Regions from separate parts of the Hordeum vulgare genome. Here regions 2 and 3 are each linked to region 1. Evidence: chromatin contacts called from public Hi-C data. All regions are on one chromosome and are shown on one strand. The core of a region is the stretch at or near the end of the contact, and the rest is flanking DNA. Distances in the headings are between cores, read along the strand shown.

Evidence for each region. Hi-C and Micro-C count contacts between places; a contact is called where the count stands out from the background.
Region 2: a contact with region 1 is called in a Hi-C map of seedling, with 4 times the contacts expected there. The contact joins the promoter of LOC123403557 here to the promoter of LOC123404139 in region 1. A contact is called at or near these places in 1 of 6 Hi-C or Micro-C datasets (seedling) and 1 of 1 datasets of contacts at active chromatin or transcription factors (embryo).
Region 3: a Hi-C map of leaf shows a contact between it and region 1, with 4 times the contacts expected there. The contact joins the enhancer-like site here to the promoter of LOC123404139 in region 1. A contact is called at or near these places in 2 of 6 Hi-C or Micro-C datasets (leaf and seedling).

Annotation. Positions count from the first base shown.
Region 1 is chr6H:130,011,401-130,016,164 of MorexV3_pseudomolecules_assembly, forward strand. LOC123404139 (serine/threonine-protein kinase STY13-like) reads left to right here and starts at 1,717. Exons shown (of 3, transcript XM_045098063.1): 1 at 1,717-1,891; 2 at 2,301-3,317; 3 at 4,140-4,722. The coding sequence starts at 2,392. The coding sequence ends at 4,479.
Region 2 is chr6H:129,412,902-129,417,301 of MorexV3_pseudomolecules_assembly, forward strand. LOC123403557 (trihelix transcription factor ASR3) reads right to left here and starts at 2,927. Exons shown (of 2, transcript XM_045097485.1): 1 at 1,964-2,927; 2 at 671-1,113. The coding sequence starts at 2,918. The coding sequence ends at 818.
Region 3 is chr6H:129,030,669-129,034,892 of MorexV3_pseudomolecules_assembly, forward strand. No RefSeq gene overlaps it. Among protein-coding and RNA genes, the nearest start is that of LOC123403773, 140 kb to the left of the region's middle. Within about 2 kb of position 2,588, at least 3 of the 3 cell types and tissues checked have open chromatin away from gene starts, as enhancers often do. A contact at or near this core is called in leaf and seedling, where this site is marked.

The DNA of each region.
Region 1 (4,764 bases), core at 467-2,966:
GTCTTTGTAATAAATTAAGACTATGGCTTGTGGTGCACCAACAAAAACATAGGGTAGGGTGTCTACTAGACAAGTGTGAGTAGTCCTAGTGGTTCCTCTATGGCAATATGGCATAGAGTTGGGCAGTCTCCCCCAAAACACTCTTTTTGTAATGAATTATGTATTTCTTAATGAACATCGCATAAAGCTCTTGTGTATTCCGGAAAAAGGACGAACGGACCATATCCACATCTACAAATGCGAACAAAGCTCTTGATTATTCTAGGGGGGAATGAACATATCTCAATGTAATTACAATATGGCACTGAGCTCTTACATATTCCGAGAAAAATAATGATGAACGAACCACATAACGCAACTACAAGTAAAATGTGTTGTTTAGCAAATTCCTACTCACAAGTTACTAACTACAAGTAAAATGTGTTGTGGGCGCTCAACATTAGTCCATCCCTAGCTCCTCTGATGGATTCAGATGGGCCTGGACAATACACAATGAAGTTGATATATTATGTGTTCTTTCTGAGATTGATGCACATTGCGGGTGCAGAGAACTATAGTCTTCTCAGGCACCTCCTAGACTGAATTTATTTGATTGATTGTTCGTCGAGAATTGGTGTTGGACTTCACATTGTCTCCAAGCACGGGGTGTATGCTACACCAATCGGCCTGCTAGTTTTGCCTTCATAAGCTGAAATGCAGTAACAAACTCATGATCGAGTGTTATTTCTCACCAACATTCTATTCTTAGGTTCAACCGCATGGATTAGGAGACATGGCCCACTCCTTCGGTAAACTTGGTCATGATATATAGTCGTTAGAGCCTCCGCTGGTGGTGTGAAGCGTAAAGGGCTAAATTCTCTCACCATCCTCACCATGAATTTCATTTGGCAGGAATGGAGTCGACACACCTTCAATAATGTCACTTCATCAACTTTCATGGTTGCCAAGCGCATCTGTAATGAGTGGACAATATGGCTTGTGTGTGTCAACAAACACATGGTGTAGGGAGTTTAACATCCAAGTGTGAGCAGTCTTGATCGGTCTTTGTCACCTCCAACCACTCTTTCTTGTAACTGATTCTACATTTCTTAATGATACAACACATAAAGCCCATGCATGCTCCAAGGGGAAAAGATGAACAAACCATTAATGCAACTTCAAACACCGCAGCCTGAGTATTCGAAAAAAGGATGAACAAACCATCAATGCAATTACAAAATGATGCACGAGGCTTTTCCGTTTTCGAGAAGAAGAAAGAAGATGAACTTGCCACCAATATATTACCATTCTTGCTCTAGCTTTCACCATGTCGTATATTGGTGCAAATTAAACTTTTCGCGCCATTGAATTGAAAAACAAAGGAGGATACTATAATAGAAGCATCTCTTAGGGTGCAAAAACAAAAAAACTTAAACATGGACCATCGGATCTTGGACGGATGCGCCAGATTCGCGCGGGAGAGCAGTCGAACATCTTTGATCGTTTTGTCGAAAACCGTCTGGCTAACACCTATACTAAAATCAGGCCCTTCTAGTGGCTTCCACATGACAAATCTAGGCCGTCCATCCGAGATCCAACGGCTTAACTTCTATTTTTTCTGTTTTTTGCAACAAAGGGGGTGAGGAAAGGACTGAACTAAGAAACCCGGAAGCTCGGGGTGTAAACCATAAACGGCAGCCACACTAACGACTTCCTTCCTCCGCCCCCTCTCTCTCCACCCCTCCCCCCACTTTCCCACTCTGGAGTCGTCGTCTCTGCTCCGGTCTCCGGAGAAAAGCAAAGCCAGCGCCGAGCAGCAAGCCCCACACGCCAATTCGGAATCCTTCTCCTCCCCTCCGCCCCCGCGATCCCGCCCCTCTCCGCCTGCCCGATCGGCCTGCTTCCTCCCGGGGTAAGTTCGGCCTCGCCTCACGCCCAATTCGGTCCCGAATCGCGCGGTTGTTGTTTTTTCGGGTGATCGATTGCTGGGTTTTCGCGCGATTAGGGGACGGATGGGTTCTTTGCGCCTTACCGTTTGCCGGGTTGTCGCGCCTGGCTGCGGGATTTCGGAGGGAGGGCCGATCGAGCTGGGAAGGGTTTCGAGAAAATTTTCTTGTTTTCTAGGTTGAAGGGCTTAAAGTTCGTGTGTAGGGGTGGCGTATAGATGTAGTTTTCTCAAAATGGGCAAAAAAATTTACATCTGTCATTTACAGAAAATGTTCTTGGTTGTAAGATACGTGATTTTGGCATTTTCAAACTAGAATTACATGTTGCGTATGCTTGATAACTCATTTCTAATGTTCAGCTTGCTATAATTGTAGGTTCGGTGGGTGTACGGAAGAGGGCGTTCCTTAGTTGAGGATGTACAGTTAATCTGCAGCAGCTCGAATTGTAGCATTTGGATCTTCTGACATGGCTGAAGGGGCAAGGTTTCATGGCATGGTTGGCGGTGGCGACAAGGGGATGCAAGAGAACGAGTTCAATGGCTTCTTCAGCATGCCCTATTATCAGAAAATTGGGGAGGGCTCCCACATGTCTGTCGACAGCACCGATAACTACAACCTGTCCAATTGCGCCGGTGGCTCCATTACCATGTCAGTGGACAACAGCAGCGTGGGCTCGAACGAGTCCCGTACCGTCATACTTAAGCACCCGGGCCTCCGTGATGCCCCAACCGCAAGCTATTCGGTTGGCAACAGCGTCTTTCGCCCCAACCGCGTGGCTGCGCACACCCTGAATGAAGATGCATTGGCCAGGGTTCTGATGGACCCAAATCATCCAACAGAGATACTGAGCAAGTACCAGCAGTGGGCCATTGATCTGGGGAGGTTGGATATGGGGGTTCCCTTTGCACAAGGGGCCTTTGGGAAGCTGTACCGGGGAACATATATTGGAGAAGATGTTGCCATTAAGCTGCTGGAGAAGCCTGACAATGACATAGAGAGAGCACAATCGTTGGAACAGCAGTTTGTGCAAGAAGTTATGATGTTATCTACCCTAAGGCACCCAAATATAGTAAGATTTATAGGTGCTTGCAGGAAGTCAATTGTGTGGTGCATTATTACTGAGTATGCAAAAGGTGGCTCGGTCAGGCAGTTCCTGGCAAAAAGGCAAAACAAGTCGGTACCTTTGAGGCTGGCTGTCAAACAAGCATTGGATGTTGCTAGGGGAATGGCATATGTGCATGCGTTGGGATTTATCCACAGGGACCTGAAGTCGGATAATCTTCTTATTGCAGCAGACAGATCCATTAAGATTGCTGACTTTGGAGTTGCTCGAATTGAAGTGAAAACAGAGGGGATGACACCAGAGACAGGAACCTACCGCTGGATGGCACCGTAAGTTCTGTTGTTGTTTGGTTTCGTATGTAGATAGTTATCTTCAACATTTGAAATCTATGGTGTTTGTCATTTAATTTATTTGCACATGCCAAATCCTGAATCCGTTCATGCAGTTGCCAAACCTTTACTGTACAACATTCAACCGGTTGTCATAATCTATTGTTGTAGAGTGTTATTTACAAACTGTACATAGAGAGATTTTCTCCCCACAATGTACCTGGATGCTCCAATTGTACGCACCAGATTCTCATATAACTCAAATTGTGCATGTCGTTGCCTTGTGTTAAGACAGAAGTGTCATCTACTGTACCTAGTGCCATCTTAATTTTGCATCTGACTAACAGCCTTCTGCTGCACCCCTGAAGCGTTTGAAGGTTGGAATAACCTTCTGCCACAGTTCCAAAAAAAAAACAAGACTTCAAAGCATGGTCCATCATAATCCAAATTGAAATATTGCAGAGTTGGCAACTATTTTCTCAACAGTGGGGTAGTAGGGTAGTGGCAGGCTATTATACCAGTAACATAGCTAACAGATAATGTTCCCTTTTCTGTTTGCATCTACTCCCTCCGTCCCAAAACAAGTGTCACAAATTTATAACTAAATTAGTACAAATTTTGTACCAAGTCAGCGGCACTTATTTTGGGACGGACGGAGTACTAAATTCTCATTGCATACATGGAGAAATGGTAGAGAAGTGTTTCACTTCGGTTGTCTCATAGCAACAAGCTGCTTCTATTATTGTCCATTTCTTGACAAAATTTCAGCCTTCTGCTGTGTATATGATTGATGATGTAGTGGTTGTTCTTTTTTGTGTGCAGAGAAATGATCCAGCACAGGCCTTATGATCACAAAGTTGATGTCTATAGCTTCGGGATTGTTTTGTGGGAGCTTATAACTGGCATGCTTCCTTTCACAAACATGACAGCTGTTCAGGCAGCTTTTGCTGTTGTAAATAAAGGTGCTCGTCCAGCAATCCCACATGACTGCCTGCCTTCCCTAACCCACATCATGACTCGCTGCTGGGATGCAAACCCTGAAGTCCGCCCACCATTCACCGAGATCGTCTGCATGCTTGAGAACGCCGAGATGGAGGTTGTGAGCCATGTCCGTAAAGCGCGCTTCCGCTGCTGTGTTGCTGAACCCATGACCACCGACTGAAATTAAAGCAAGTTAGGTTATCGCAGCGGGCATTAGGGAAGAAAACAGGTAAGGATGAAGAAAAGAGGCAATGCCATTGTGTTCATCGTTGTCAGTGCGTGGGGTCTGTGTGCCTTCACCAGTGCGCATTCTGTCTTGTGTAAGTTGCACACCTCAAGTAAAAGTAATTTCGTATAGATGTTGCCTTGTATGCTAACAAAGACCTAATGGAGCTTTTCCGTGTTAATAATATCCGCTTGCTCTTGGACTCGCGCAAGTTTGTGCTTCGCATTTGCGTGCTATTGT
Region 2 (4,400 bases), core at 1,677-4,176, 600 kb before region 1:
CCACCTATATACGGTATTACTATGCCATTCTAAGTACATTTGCACATGCCACCTCTAAACATTCAAATAAACATCCATTTTATATACTTGTAAAGCTCATGGAGCGATAGGGCGGTCGCTATCTTTCATGCTAAATTGGATATTCTCGAGATGGACGTTTATTTGTGTGTCATTGCACGAGAAAGGCGGATAAAAAGGATGCCCAATCCTTCATAATCAAAATAAATCAAACAGAACTCTTGGAACAGTTGATATGTTGGCAGACACCCATGACTGACCGTGTGTCATGGTTTGTGTATGGATAGTGAAAAGGAGTAAACTTTATATTTTTGCTTGAGAACAACCAATAATGCGTTCAACATGGAAGATATCAAAAACTCTCACGGAAAAAGCACACCACCCAAAATTATAGTTTCATCTCTATTTTAAACATTGAGCTCTTCTACGAAGGGTCTTTCTATTTATTTTTATGTTATTTACTTTCATGTTATTTTCTTTTATTTGGGTCATCACCCTCTTACTAAAAGCACCAGGCCTGAGAGCAGTATTGCCATTCTTAAGCATTGAGTAAAGTTAATGTTGGATATGAGCATCATTGAATCCTTTCTACCCTGAACTAACTTGATGAGAAATCACACAGAAACAGCAGCCCCAACGCACATACAGTGTCTGCCACAAACTTACATCATTTGATTAGAAGCATCCTACATCGCCCTCGTATTTACAGAGAGAAAGAGAGCATGGAGAGGGACAGAGACGGACGATCAGGCTGCATGGTTGACCCTTCAAGGTTCAAAGGAAACCCGCCTACCATCGGTCAGTTCACGCTGACGACATCCTCGATCCCGTTCTCCTTGACCAGGTCGGTGAACTGGTTCAAGTAGCTCACGAGCCCACCAAGCGATTTGATCAGCTCGTCGGCTTTCTGCCGAGTGGTCTCCATTGCATCAGGTGAGACCGCATAGGCAGGAGCATTGTGGTGGCCACCATCTTCATCAGCCTCTCCGCTTAGTATCATATGAATATGTTCCGCGTTCTCGCTTAGCTTGTTGGCCAACTCCCATGCGTCGGCTTGGCTTTTCTTTGGCTCGTTGTCAGTCTCCATCTCACACCCTTCTAGACAAAAGAGCACAGAGGCATGAAGTTAGCCGCGATCAAATGTAAGATGAATCAAAAAACATTAACTGGTAGTACATGGTATGCAATGAAAAGACACAATGTTTGGAGAAAATGGGCTGCAACTAATACAAATCCATCTACGTTACCTACACAAGACAATTTTATTAGTTGTCTTGTGTACCAACACACGGATCTGTACTCCTAGTTGTTAATTGGTGGCGGGGATCCATTCGCCTTTGGATCAGATCTCAATCAAACGGCCTCACATTCCTCTTACACCCTTGGCACAGCTTTTCCGCTCGACAAACCAGGTAATATGTGAAAACCTACAGACTCGGAGTAACAACAATAGGATTGTGGATTGTCATGATGACAAAATCCCTGATATGTGAGCCCATCCAAGCATGAAGAACAGGCACTGAGTTTGGACACGGCAAGAAAGCAACATAATTCTACCATATCACCAAAAAAAGGAAAACAAAATATAAGCCTCCTCTGAACAGCAGGCTACAGGCATGTGTTCCCCAATACTCTGGTGCTGGCATTTTTGCATCCATCACCTATAGATCACCTTCACTGCAGCTCTTACATTTGGTTAATGGATCCATGTACAGATGCATAGTACTCCACTGGCCAAATCATTCCTACCAAATACTGACATAGTCAAGTTGCAATAATATATGGCATACGCTGCAAGCTTTACTACTAAACCATTAAGTATCTCCAACATATCATAATCAGAGCACACGATCACCCAACTGAAAACATCTAGCCGGTTCATACTCACATGCTAATCAAGTCAGGTGTGTGAACATGCAAAGAAAAATTGAGAGGAGAATTGTACCCAAATCATCAGAAGCATTCGCATTTCCACCGTCAACCTGCATCTCCTCCTCACTCCGGTCACCATCCTCCGCGGCACTATCCTCCTCCTCTTCTTCAACCCCAGCATCGCCACCCTCTTCCTCTCCCACCTCAGCAGTATCACCACCACCGCCGCCACCCTCTTCCTCTCCCACCTCAGCAGTATCACCACCACCGCCCCCGTCACCATTAGCACTGGCCAAGACCTCGTCGCCCCCTCCTCCCCCGGCGCCGCCAAGGAGCGCCTCATCGACCCGGATCAGAGCGTCCATGATGCCATACACCTCGGCGTCGAACTCCGCTGGGAGCCCGGCCTTCCTTCTGGCCGCGGCACCCATGCGCCAGTACTTCCCCCCGGTCCGCGCCTCCCAGTGCCGCACCGCCCCGTACTCCGCCTCGAGCGCCTCCCACTTCCGCTTGCACTCGCCAGCCGCCCTCCCCCTGCGCCTCGAGGGCGCCCCTCCGGCATCGGAGAAAGCGATGTTCTCCGCGACGATGGCCCACTTCTGGAAGGCGGAGACGGAGCGGGCCCAGCCGTCGTCTTCCACGGCGGCGACCGCGGCAACGAGCGCGAGGGTCTCGGCGGCAGTCCACTCGGGCGCGCGGCCGGAGCGCGTGCGGCGGGGGCTCGGGGGCCTGGAGGATTTGAAGGCGGGCGGCGGCTGGTCTCTGGCCGCAGGCGTGAGGGCCTGGGGTTTGGAAGGGGACGCCGCTAGGGCCTGGACGATGCAGGGCGAGTCAGAGGCGGTCACGCTGGGATCGACGGAGGGTAGGGCTTGGACGATGCACGGGATGTCGGCGCCGCGGGGATCCATGGAGGCGGAGGCGGAGGCGGAGGCTGTTGGAGCTTGGGGGAGGCGAGAGCTGAGTGACAGAGTGAGTCCGGTCAGTGGCTCAGTGCGGCACGGAGGCTTCGAGCGAGTCAGCTTATTCATTGACTAGCTTGTACACAAGAAAAAAAAAATGCCAAAACTAGACTAAGCAACTCTAGTGAATTTTTATCAAAAGGACAAACTGACGACTGGAATTGCTACAAAGGACCATCTCTAGATCAAAATGATAGAAAAGATCAACTGAACTGTAGGGTATCAAAAGGACAAACTAACAAGTGGAATTGCTACAAAGGACCATCTCTAGATCAAAATAATAGAAAAGACCAACTCAACCGTAGCGGTACGCTGATAGATGCCACCTATCACCATATGCGGAGGTGGACGCCTTTGCTGCACAGGATTTCAGACGCTACCCGTGTTTGAAACGGAACGACGCCGATCCGGTGGGCCCTACCGCCATGTTATCTTGCGGCAGTTTGTGTTGCTCCTTCGCGCGATTGAACCATCATTTCCGTGTTTATGACTAGTTCGTGTGTTTATTTTACTCAATCTTCATGCATGCAAGAGATAAGCATATGACTACAGTGCAACTGTGAGCAACATCAATTCGAGTGGTCGTTTGCATGGTATACAGAGTGTGGCCCATATATGCATGCAAGTACAAGTGTGAGCACAAGGTCATCAACGCAATACATACACTCTGATTGTTTATATGGGCTGCCGTCATGGAGCGTGGTGGCAGGTGCCAGTTTGCCCACCCGTTCTGTTTTTGCAGCCGAAATACTATGCAACAAAGGTTGCCGCCGTTTTGAGTGGCGGCAGGCCCTGCCACCATGGCCCGTGTCGGCTGACGCACCTACCGCTATGACCTAGCTGGTCTATTGTGCCAATATTATCCGGAGATGGTCCTTTCTAACAATTTCACTCATTAGGTGGTCTTTTTAACAAAAAAATCAACTCTAGCAAGTCCCACAATAATTGTGAGTGTGATGATTTTAGGTCCAAATATCACTCTAGCAAAGTCTTTTTTTGTGACGACCACTCCAACAAAGTCAGATATAGATCGACATAAATTATGAAGGTTGCTTCATAAATGGCCCCTAGCTTCCATATTTAGACGGTAGGGAGGTCAATATAGAGCTCGCTCAATAAACTAGCCAACAACAGGAGGGGAGGGGAGTTTTAACTTCTTTCTTCCCGCGTCACTCGATTTTTGAAGCGCAGAACCGCCCATACACACATCAGCATGTACCGATTAATCACCGTGAGTGGGATGACGCGATCGGTAACCACCAAGCCATTAATGACGGTCACCGCTTTCCAGTTCTCAAGGATATCGTTTGGATAGCCACACGACTTCATCCCCCGCTATAAAAGCCCATCCTTTGAATCCTCGCCCCCACTCCCATCTCCTACACGGCGCCACTTCTCCTCCTTTTTAATGCCATCGTGTCGGAGCTTAGAGCATGGTTAATAGTATAGCCAACTGCGAGAATGGCGTTGCAGAGACCGGACTCTAGTAAGCCCGGTATGTCAGAAAAAATAATATATGTTTAAAAGCTTTTAAAAAAATCATTTTTTTAT
Region 3 (4,224 bases), core at 1,338-3,837, 980 kb before region 1:
TATGAAGAAGCGATGGTGGGCCCGGATTCCGACAAATGGTTGGAGGCCATGAAATCCAAAAGAGGATCCATGTATGAAAACAAAGTGTGGACTTTGGAAGAACTGTTTGATGGTCATGAGAATATTGAGTACAGATTGACCTTTAAAAGGAAGATAAACAATGTTGGTGAAAGTCACCATTTAAGAAAAGCTCGACTTGTTGCAAATAGGTTTCCGACAAGTTCAAGGAGTTGACTATGATGAGACTTTCTCATTCATAGCGATGCTAAAAGTCTGTTGGAATTATGTTAGGAGTTGCTGCATCTTGCATATGGATGTCAAAACATTGTTTCCTCGACGGTTTCCTTGAGGAAAGGTTGTATGTGATACAACCAGAAGGTTTTGTCAATTCTAAGGATGCTAACAAGCATGCAAGCTCTAGCGATCCTTCTAAGGACTCGAGTAAGCATCTCAGAGTTGGAATATGCACTTTGTTGAGATGATCAAAGCTTTTAGGCTTATACAAGGTTTATGAGAAACTTGTAGGAGGGACCGGTAACTAGGATTTCGAGCCGAGCCCAGGCCCTGCCGCGGACCACTTAATATAGACGGCCTGATCCACTACACGAATCGTTTTCTTTTTCGTCACGAGAGCGGCGGACGGGAAAATGCTATTTGCCGCTCTTTGCGTAACATGTCAGGGCTTCGCACACACATGAAGAGGAAGCGACGCGATCTCGGCCGGTCCATTTCCGGTTGCGGGAATTCCGGTTTTGGAAACCTTCTAGACTTTCTTAATCGGTTTTTTCGGTTTTCAAAACTTTCTAGAAGGTGCCTTGAACCGGTTTTTCTTTTTTTCTTTATTCTTTTATGTTTCTTTTTTCTTCTGTTTCCGTTTCAAAAATGTTGTGGGTCTTTAAAAAATGTTCTGGATTTTAAAAAAATGTTCAGGATTTTCAAAAATTGATCTTCAAATTCGAAAAGTATTTTACTTATTAGAAAAAAGTTCTCGATTTTCAAAAAGTGTACTGGGTTTTCAAAAATGTTCTTCAAATTCTGTTTCTGCTTTTTTTCAAAAAAATGTTGTCGATTTTGAAAAAAAGGTTCTGATTTTTCAAATAATAATCGGGATTTTCAAAGAAGGTACTCGGTATTCAAAAAATGTTCTTCAAATTTAGAAAATGTATGTGTCTTTTTTCAAAAAATTGTTCTGGATTTTCAAAAAATATTCTGATTTTTTAGAAAATGTTCTGGATTTTCAAATTCTAAAAATGTTTTTGCTTTTTATAAAAATATTTTGGATTTTAGAAAAATGTTCTGGATTTTAAAAAAATCTTCTGGATTTTTAATAAATCTTCTTAATTTTGAAAAAATGTTCATGGTCTTTTAAAAACTGCTCTTCAATTTGAAAAAATGGTTATTAGAAAGATGTTCTCGATTTTCAAAAAAAGTACTGGGATTTCAAAAAATGTTCATCAAATTATTTTTCTGTTTTTTTTCAAAAAAATGTTCGGGATTTTCAAAAAATGGTCTTCAAATTCGGAAAATGTTTCTGCTCTTTTCCAAAAAATTATTCAGGATTTCCCAAAATTGTTCTTCAAATTCTAAAAATATTATTGCTTTTTAGAAAACTGTTCTGTATTTTAAAAAATGTTTTAGAATTTCAAAAATGATCTGGATATTCGCAAAATGTTTTGATTTTTAAATATTGTTCTTCAAATTCGAAAAATGTTCTCAATTTTCAAAGAATGTACTGGATTTTTCAAAAATATTCTTCAAATTCTATTTCTGCTTAAAAAATGTTCTTGACTTTCAAAAAATGTCGGGGTTTTAAAAAATGTACTGGGTTTTCAAAAGAAGTTTTTCAAAATTCGGCAAAGGTTTCTTTTTTCTTTCAAAAAATGTCTGTAGTTTTAAAAAATGTTCTGCATTTTCTAAAATTATTTGTCAAATTCTAAAAATGTTTCTGCTTTTTATAAATATGTTCTGGCTTTCAAAGAATGTTCTAGAATTTCAAAGAACTGTTCTGGATTTTAAAAAAATGTTCTGGATTTTTAAAATTGTTTGTTCGTGAAATGTTCTTGTTTTTCTATAAATATTCATATTTTCAAAAATTGTTTACGATTATGAACTTGTTTTCAACATTTGTTCTCAAGATTTCAAAGACTCTTCGTGCTTTTAAAAACTTGTTCATGCTTCCAAATATGTTGTGGGTTTTCAAAATTGTTTTCTGTTTCAAAATTTTATTCTTAAAATTCAAAAAATGTTCATGCTTTAAAAATTTGGTCGCGGTCCTAAATCTGTTCTGCATTTTCCAAAAAAATTCTTTGTTGAAAAATTTGTTCTCAAGATTCAAAAAATAGTCGTCCTTTAAAAAATTGTTCGTGTTTTCAAATTTGCTCCCTGTTTTCAAGGACGTTCAAGCTTTCAACAAATGATTTAAAGAATTCAACATTTGTTCGTTTTGATAAAAAAGGAAAAGAAGGAACACGGGAAGAAAAACGTCCCAAAAATGAAAAAACAATAAGCAGAAAAAAGCTACAATTATCATGTGCCTACTGGGCCGGCCCAGTTGGGGGTCGCCCTGTGCGTGGGAGGGACTCCCTGCCGCAGAGAGCGGCAGGTAGGAGTAGTTCCCCGGTGGACGCATGAGACGTGAATCCGAAACTATCGTACCGAGCTCGCCCATTTAAGTTTTCTTTATTTCCTGCTAAGGACTCGAAGAAAAAAAGTGCGGTAGACAGATTCAAACTCAAAACCTCACGGTTAAGAGGGTCCACAGCAAACACTGTGTCATCTCTGTAATTGTGTTTTGTAACATCTTTTTCTCCTTTAATTATTTTTAGTACATCAGTTAGCTGGGTCACTTTTTTGTTATTGTTAATTTCTTTTCTTCTTTCTTTTTCTTAAATGCGCATTTTTTTCAAAACCGTGAACTTATTTTCTAGAAAACGATGAGTTTTGTTTCTCAAACTATTGATTTGTTTCTTAAGTTTTGATGAACATTTTTCATATTGACAAACTTTTTCCTTCAAAAACAATGAATTTTTTTCCAATATCGATGAGACTTTCCTCAAAATTGATGAACCATTTCCAAATTCCATGAAAGTTTTAAAAAAATTGATGAACTATTTTTCCAAATTCGATGAACTTTTTTCAGACAGACGTGGTAGCAGACAGACCGGACGCAGCTGCAGGGGCATGCTGGACCCTCTACTCATCTGCGCCCGTTAAGCCCCCGCCGTCGCGCTGCAGCACACGCAGCACAGGAGCAGCCACCCCCATCGCATGTATCGCGCCAGACCAACCAGAGATGACCCACCGAAAATCGAACCGGCCCACCTTGCCAGATCGTCGATTAGCAGACCGCTCCGCCGCCAAGGGCAGCACCACCACCGCACCTGCTGCCAGGGTACAGGACCGCTGCCTGCCCAGCAGCCCACGCCGAACCTGCGGCCCGCGTCACCCATCGGGCCAAATCCAGCCTTCGCTGCATCCAGCCCTGAGCATGCCCCACCTGCGCACAGCCACCGCACCACGAACCCACGCCCATGTCGGTGTCGTCGCACGCCCTCGGGAGCACGCCGTCGCTGCATGCGCTAGCTGCCGCATCGTCGGCCCCACGCGAGCACGACACCTCCGCGCGACCAGGTTGTCCCGCGCCAGCCCCAAGATCCAGGCGGAGGGGAGAGGAAGCCCGCCGTCGCCGGCGCCACAAGGGCTTTGCCGGGCGGCACGTGTCGACGACGACGGGGAAAGGGGGCCGGAGGGAGGGGAGGAAGCCAGCGGCTAGGGTTTGCCTCCTCGATCACCCTCGGGGGCGACGCGAGAGGAGAGGGGGAAAAACCGCTCTTATCGTCAAAGCATTTTCAGTTCGAAAGTAAGGCTTTCGCTTAGTCGCGTTGCGAGAGGGGAAAGAAAAGCACAGGCTTAATCCACAAACAAATAATGAGCACTATTTACATACATTATAGTTATCGCTAGGTGATCTATGAACCTGAATGTATTTTTTTACTTCTAATGTTTTTTTACTACTCCATTCCATAATATAAGACATTTTTTCACACTACAAATGTCTTACGTTATGAGACACATGGAGTAGATCGGAAGTTTTCATCACTAAAGGAAAAAGACTACTATGCTTAGTTACATAAACAAACAATTGTGAAGCAATCTGTGGTTGGATGGTTAGAGAGAATATGGTATTTCCAGCCCACGAGATTAAAATCCTGTTGCTCGCATTTA